Linked DNA regions of Gossypium hirsutum: region 1 is linked to region 2. The links are chromatin contacts, called in public Hi-C maps. All regions are on one chromosome and are shown on one strand. Each heading gives the region's core, a stretch centred on a gene start, on an enhancer-like site or on the middle of the called end of the contact. The rest is flanking DNA. Distances are from core to core; before and after follow the strand shown. Region 1 holds the start of LOC107896562. Region 2 overlaps LOC107942334 (a long non-coding RNA gene).

Region 1 (3,525 bases), core at 334-2,833, 120 kb after region 2:
GGTTCAATTGGAAAAACACAAAACCAGGGAGATAAGCAAGACAGACAAGGGACAACACTTCTGTTCCCAATTAGTTTAAAAAGAAACCTCAATCATATGTTAAAGTCTTCAGTTTATTTGCAATGCAAATAAATAGAAGGCAATAAGATGAATGAATAGTACTCCTTTTATACCAAGTATCTAAGAAAATTGTAACATTAAATTCACTCAAACATAACATTTACCTTTTTCGCTGCTTTGAATATGATCTTGGTGACCCTGAGAAGAAGAAGAAGAAGAAGAAGAAGAAGAAGAAGAAGAAAAAGAAACTTTTGTTAGCGATGGCTCCTACATATAATTAAAAATCTAGAGACAGTCAAAGACACAGACAATATTTTATCACTTACCTGAGCATATAGAGAAAGATGAAATTTTCTGGCTTCCTCCAAAAGAGACATCTCACCTTCAATACCTTTAGCAGTATCCACTAAATCAGTTGAACCAACAAGATGTACGAATCTGAGAAAGTACAAAGGGGGTAAGCGCATGCAGAACTAAAATGCCCCCCGATTCAGAGGTCCGACCCAGCTTGACTCCTGATTAATCAGGACCCTATCAGATGTAGGAGGACCTCTGACAAAAAAATGGAAAATGAGAAAAAGGAGAACCTGGTGAAAGTAGATTTAGTAAACCAGTGAGCATAGTTGAGATTGTTAGGAGGTTGGAGTTTGTAGTCAGCTTTGGAGCCTTGGGTGTACAAGTTTTGTAGGTCTGGTAAATGGGGCAAGAGCTTCTCCAGAACCCCAACTCCCACTTTTTCTACTTTGTTGTCACTACAACTATATGCCTCATACCTAATACATATAATTCAACATAGCAGAGAATGAGTATTCCATCGTAGATAAAAAGAGTAAGTGAGTTAGTGACATTGGAGATGCAGGTTGAACCTGTTTTCAGCAGGTAGGATCTGAATGGTGGCGTAATCTAAAGGCGAATCTCCATCCATCTCTTGAAATTCCTTTTTGGGTACCTAACAAAAACCAAAAATAGAAACAAAATGGTTAACGGAAATGGCGAAATCAGTCGCAACTCAGCTGCTGCATTATTGGATTCGGATCTGAAAGAGTTAAGAATGCACACCACCACTATATCTACAGCTACAAAGCTTTAGCTTTTTTGAAAGGGACACAAGCAATAAAATCAATCGCCTTTCAACTGCAACTTCACCTTGTACTAGTAGTAGTAGTAGCAGCAATTGAAAGCGCAATTTTAGTTCTGACACCCCCCAATAAAATGCAAAATTGGTGGTTTGATTTTGATTTGGTTTCCATGAAATAGAAATTAGAAAAATAAAAATAAATTTACCTTGTGAAAGTTGAAACAGAAACAAAATGACGCAGTGGCAGTGGCAGTGGCAGTGACAGAGCCTCCTCTCCTCTCCTCTCCTGAGAGTGTATGGAGATAGAATGTGAACTGAAATCTGAAAAAGTATCAAGAGACTGGAAAACCAGATGTATGGTTTCGTCATTGGTGTTGGATTTTCTGTGTTTTTTTTTAAAGAAAAATTGGATGAATTATTATTTATTTTAATTATCAATATATTAAATTAATTGAATATGTCGAAGTTAATTAGTTAAATAGGACTTTCCTGTTGACATACCAGTAAAAGTACTTGTATTTGGATGCATTTTTCGATAATTACACATTTTCATACTATTGTGAGGAAAATATGTTCAACTGGATTTTTTTATGTTTTTCTCCAAAAATGATTTATTTTTAAAAATTTTTAAAAAATCGATTTATTTCACCAATTAACTTCTTTTTCATATAACTAATAAAATATTATTATTAACAGTAATAATAATAATTGGAACGTAAATGGTGTTTTACCTTTAATTTTGTCTCTATCTGTCTAAAGATCCCCTATCAATAAAATTAAAGCGGTAGACCCACCGATTACTATTTATTAACTAATTTCTCATTTAATTTTAATTTTAATAAACAATTTAATTTCCTACTGAATTTTGGTCAACGGACCCAATTAATCGGCCAAAATATTGACTTCGACAAAATAAAATCCAGCTATGGGCTTATTATTTTTTATCTCCTTTTTTCCTTGAAAGGATTTTTCTTCTTCTTCTCCTTCTCTTTATTTTTATTTTTATTATCATATATTTATATTATAAATGAAATATATATTAAGAAAAATCAAATTTTAAAATAATATTGTAAAGGTCTTTCTTTATTTTAATATCTTTATTTTAATATCATTTAGAAAATAAACATATTCTTTAAAAAAATAAGTATTTATTTTGAGAAATTATACATTAAAAAACTCATATATATATAAACTATATTGTGATGAAGCCAAAAATAGATAATTTATTTTCTTTCTTTATTTTTAAATCTATTTGGTTTCTTCTCACATTCTAATATTTGTTTCTCAAGTCGAATAATTTGAATTTAAATTTTCTTTCATCTCCTTTTTCCGCTTGTATTTCTTATCATTTGGTATCAGAATGGAGGAAGGAGACAGAAGGAGGATCGAATTCAAGTTGTTTGACTAGATTTGATATGACATGAAAGGAGTCCAATTAAATCATTTGAAATATAAATCCTAACAAACTCAATCAATGACTCTAATCAAGAAAATAGTAGCAATATAAAATAAGAGTTTTACAATATTTTACCCAGACAATAATAAGAAAATAGTAGCAATATAATAACAAAATAACAACAAAACAACAACAGAAAAGAAAGTTTAGGTTGATTCAAACCGGACCCGACCAAAAATCCTACTTGAGGCATGATCCGTTTAAAAAACGAGCCTTATATTTTTGTGCAAGCCTATTTCGAGTCTATATTTTTACCTAAATTCTCTCAATTTTCAAGTCTAAACAGATGACTTAGCCTATAATCAAGTCCAAAAGGCAGGTAGAGGCCATGCCCTCTCCCTCCCAAAATAGAAAATTACAATTTTGTCCTCTTATAAATGTTAGATTATAAATAAATATATGATAAAATTATATTTTGAATCCACAAAAACAAAAAAAAATGTTTAGTCTCATTTAAATATGATGAAACTATAAATTAATATATAACAAAAATTATATTTTAAAAAATAAAAATTTATAATTCAATTTTAACTTCCTAAATTTTTTTTCTAGATTTTGCCCTAGTTATAATCTAGTATATATATATATTAGTTTTTTTCTTATTGCTGAAGGGAATTTTTAAGAAGATTTTTGTATTGTGATTTGAAATAACAAGTGTGTGGATGGTGAAAGGACCACATTGGGAACGTAAAGTGAACATGAAAAAAGAAAAAAAAAATTCAAAAATTCACGATTTGTAGTCATATGCTTATTCCTTATCCTCCTATCCTTACCTTTGCTCCACTGCTATTCCACCACTTCCTTTTCTTTTTGCTCTACTTTGCGTTGCTTATCATTCAAGTTTCCTAGGGGTTTCAAAACAACCTCCACCCCCCTGCCCTCTAATGCTTCACTTCAAAACAACTCAACCCAAATCAATACATTCATGCAC
Region 2 (3,392 bases), core at 763-3,262:
TTCTCCACTATTGTACCCCTAGTTAATTCCCATGAATCTTTAACTAGTTCTTCCATTATCTCCTCCAAAGTCCACCATACTTCAAACTTAAATCTTAGAATTCCCATATACTTTTTTCCCCCTTTGTATTTAAAAGGAGTGGACAATGATCCGATATTGAATGAGGTAAATGTCGAATATTACCTATTGGAAAGATATGCCTCCATCTATTATTTGCAACACCTCTATCGAGTCTTTCTCTTATATTAGTTTCTGGCAAGTTCCCTTTTTCCCATGTATACCAAGTTCCCTTAAATCCCAAATCTTCTAGTTGGCACACTTCTAAAGTTTCCTGAAAAGCCTCCATTCTTCACTCCTCCCTTGGTATCCCTCTATTTTTTTTCAAATGAGTACAAGATTTCGTTAAAATCTCCACATACTAACCATGGATGATTTTTATCTTGTCCTAGTTTCCGTAGCAAGTCCCAAGAAACACTCTTATCTTGAACATAAAGGGAGCCATAGAAACCTGTCAATATCCATTCTTCTTTATCATCACCCTCCTTAACCATGACATCAATATGATGTTTAGAAAAGCTCCTCAAAGTAACTGCGATATCACCTTTCCATGCTAGACTTAATCCACCTCTCGAACCTTCCGCTTTAACATCGATACCATTCAAAAAGCCCTAACCTCTCCTGACCATCTCCATCCGTTGCTTATCAACTTTTGTCTCCATTAAAAAGACCATATAGGGATTATGCTGCTTTAGAAAAAAATCGCAGCCTTCTTATTGTCCGTAGACTCCCCAATTCACAGACATTCCAACTAATGTGTTTCATGGCGTTCGGTCAACTTGCCAATTGGCAGCTGCCGATTTTGTACATTCAGAAAGATTATTCTCCTCCATGATCTCACGCATTACTTGAGGCCAAACTTCCCCGCCTTCCTCTAGACTTTCCTGTCTTGCTCTTTTAACTCCCTCTTCTTGTCCACCCTCCAAACATCAGATTACATAATCTTCTTCCATAAGTTTCCTCTTCCTTTTATTATTAACCTCTCTGCTTTGTGTCAAAGTAGCCATTGGACCAATTCTTCTCCATCTTTTCTTCTTAGATGAGCATGGCTCAATACCCAACTGATTTTTATTGTCCACCAGCTGGTCATCTTCCTTAGCTATTGATGTATCCTCCTGTTCCTTACCGTCCTCTTTACCATCCTTAATTAGCTTCATTATTTGTATCCCATTCATATTTATTCCTTCCTTCGTTATGCCTTCTGCCCTTCTCCAGAACCGGTTCTTCCTCTCCTATATACGAGTATTGAGTCCCTTCTCTCCTTAAAAGCGTTTTAAATTTCACGCACTCCTTCCCAATTAAATTAGATTCTGCTTTCAAAGCTAGTGTGAAGGGTGGATCATCACCTATTTTACTTATTTCTGTTGGGGTTAGCACTGAACATTTTTTAAAGCTATGCCTCATTCGTCCACACCCAAAGCAAAACATTGGTAAACTTTCGTACTTAAAAGAAATCCACAACTTAGTCATATTATTAATTGATACAAAAATACCTCGTCGAAGCGGCTTCTGTACATTTAAATTGATCCTAAGATGACACCTCACCATTGATCTCAGTTCTTATTAAACCTCCAAACGTGACTCCAATTGCATGCAATAGATCTTTTTTGTCGTACTCTGGTAAACACGCCCCTATTTTCGACCAGAAAGGAGAAGAAATAAGCCGAATCTGAGTTCTTTCTACTGGTTTAGATAATCTATTAAATAAAATAAGACTCTTACGGAAAAGCCATGGTCTCTCTTCCATTATTGACTCCAGATCCTCTTCAAGATCAAATTCAATTAAGAATAAATTCTGCCCTACCGTCTGAAACTCAAATTTCTTTCTTGTCTTCCATATACTCCTCATTTGTGCTTTAAAACTATCTTGATTATACAATTTTTCAGTCCAAATTGTGTAGATCAGATTTGGCCTCTCACTCAGCACCACCATCGATCCTTTGACTGAGAGTTGAAGGAGTTCTTCAGCTAGAAGCCCGATCTCATCTCTCCCTACCCCAACGTCACCACTACTTTCCTCCATCCTAAGCCGCAGATGTTACTGCTTTCTCCAGGACACTATAGGAAGCACTCTTGGCTGCTACGGTTTTTTTTAAAATCTTAATATTTGAAATGGTTGGAGTACTTTTTTTTTGTCAAAGTTTTGTATTAAGAATATTAAAATGTACAAACTATTTTTAAAAAATAAAAAAAATTTAAAAATATTTTTCAAAAACCAATTTTATGGAAATAAAGTGATGCTTAAAGTTGTTACATCCATTATGGGGATAGAAAAAAATTTCACCTATAAATTTTTATCTAAAAGATTAAGAAAATATTGTATAAAACTGTGATTCTATGTCATCAGGAAGATAAATCTAATTTGCTATTTTACTATTAAAAAGGGATAAGGACAACATAGAATCACGATTTTATACAATTTTAATTAATTTTTTCATTTTAATTTAAACAATCCCAATTAAATTGAAAACCATTACATTTTTATTTTGAAAATTAAGTGTGTAAAATATACTAAAAAAGTGCATAGGTTTTAAAAAGGTAATAATTTAATTATTAAAAATAAAATACGTAACAAACTTTATTTTAATTTTAAATTTGGATTGACATTGTTATAGTTTCGTCAATTAGAGAAATTTGTCAGAAATTAATGAAGAATCCATCCGGTTTAAGAAGTCTCCGCGTGAGAAAATTTGTTGTATGGGGCAGGCAGACCAAAGACACCAGCCAAAACCGCGTAGACCCCACCCCACTTTTTTTATTCAATCTAATATTTTAGAATTAATAAATAATATTAATACGAAACAATTAAATAATTAAAATATATGGCAAAAAAAACCCTAAAAAATGTAAAAAATTAATTCAGCTCCTTTATTAAATTCGCACCAGATTAAGTCAACTGATTTAATGACTTTCTCTAAATTGATACTTTTGTTGATTTTAATCTAATCAGTTTAACCGACTGATTTGGTCCAATTTAAAATTTTATGATTTTTTTATAATTTTTATTATTTTATATTAATTTTAATACTTTTTATAATTTTTATGATTTTTATAAAATTTAATATGTCTTTATAAAATTTTAAATATGCTTTATTAATTTTATAAATATTTTAGAATTTTATGTTTTTGATAAAATTTATATATTTTTTAATTTTTATAAGATTATATCAATTTTCATATTTTTTATAAAGATTTTCTGATGTTATTATTATTTTTATAAAAAATATTAGATTAAATCAGAAGTTGTCATGTGTCACTATTTAATTAATTTATTAATTTATTTTTACAGTTAATATGGTTAATGACGAAAACCGCTAACGGTATTAATTAATTAT

What was found. A called contact is a pair of places that touch in the nucleus more often than the background predicts.
Region 1: a Hi-C map of leaf shows a contact between it and region 2, with 1.6 times the contacts expected there. The contact joins the promoter of LOC107896562 here to the enhancer-like site in region 2. A contact is called at or near these places in 7 of 34 Hi-C or Micro-C datasets (callus, hypocotyl, leaf and 1 more).

The regions. Positions count from the first base shown.
Region 1 is chrA10:102,825,906-102,829,430 of Gossypium_hirsutum_v2.1, forward strand. LOC107896562 reads right to left here and starts at 1,584. Exons shown (of 11, transcript XM_016821750.2): 1 at 1,345-1,584; 2 at 927-1,009; 3 at 648-833; 4 at 387-498; 5 at 225-258. The coding sequence starts at 985.
Region 2 is chrA10:102,700,534-102,703,925 of Gossypium_hirsutum_v2.1, forward strand. LOC107942334 (a long non-coding RNA gene) reads left to right here. Exons shown (of 4, transcript XR_005902626.1): 4 at 1,945-2,224. Among protein-coding and RNA genes, the nearest start is that of LOC107942334, 5.2 kb to the left of the region's middle. Within about 2 kb of position 2,013, at least 4 of the 9 cell types and tissues checked have an H3K27ac peak or open chromatin away from gene starts, as enhancers often do.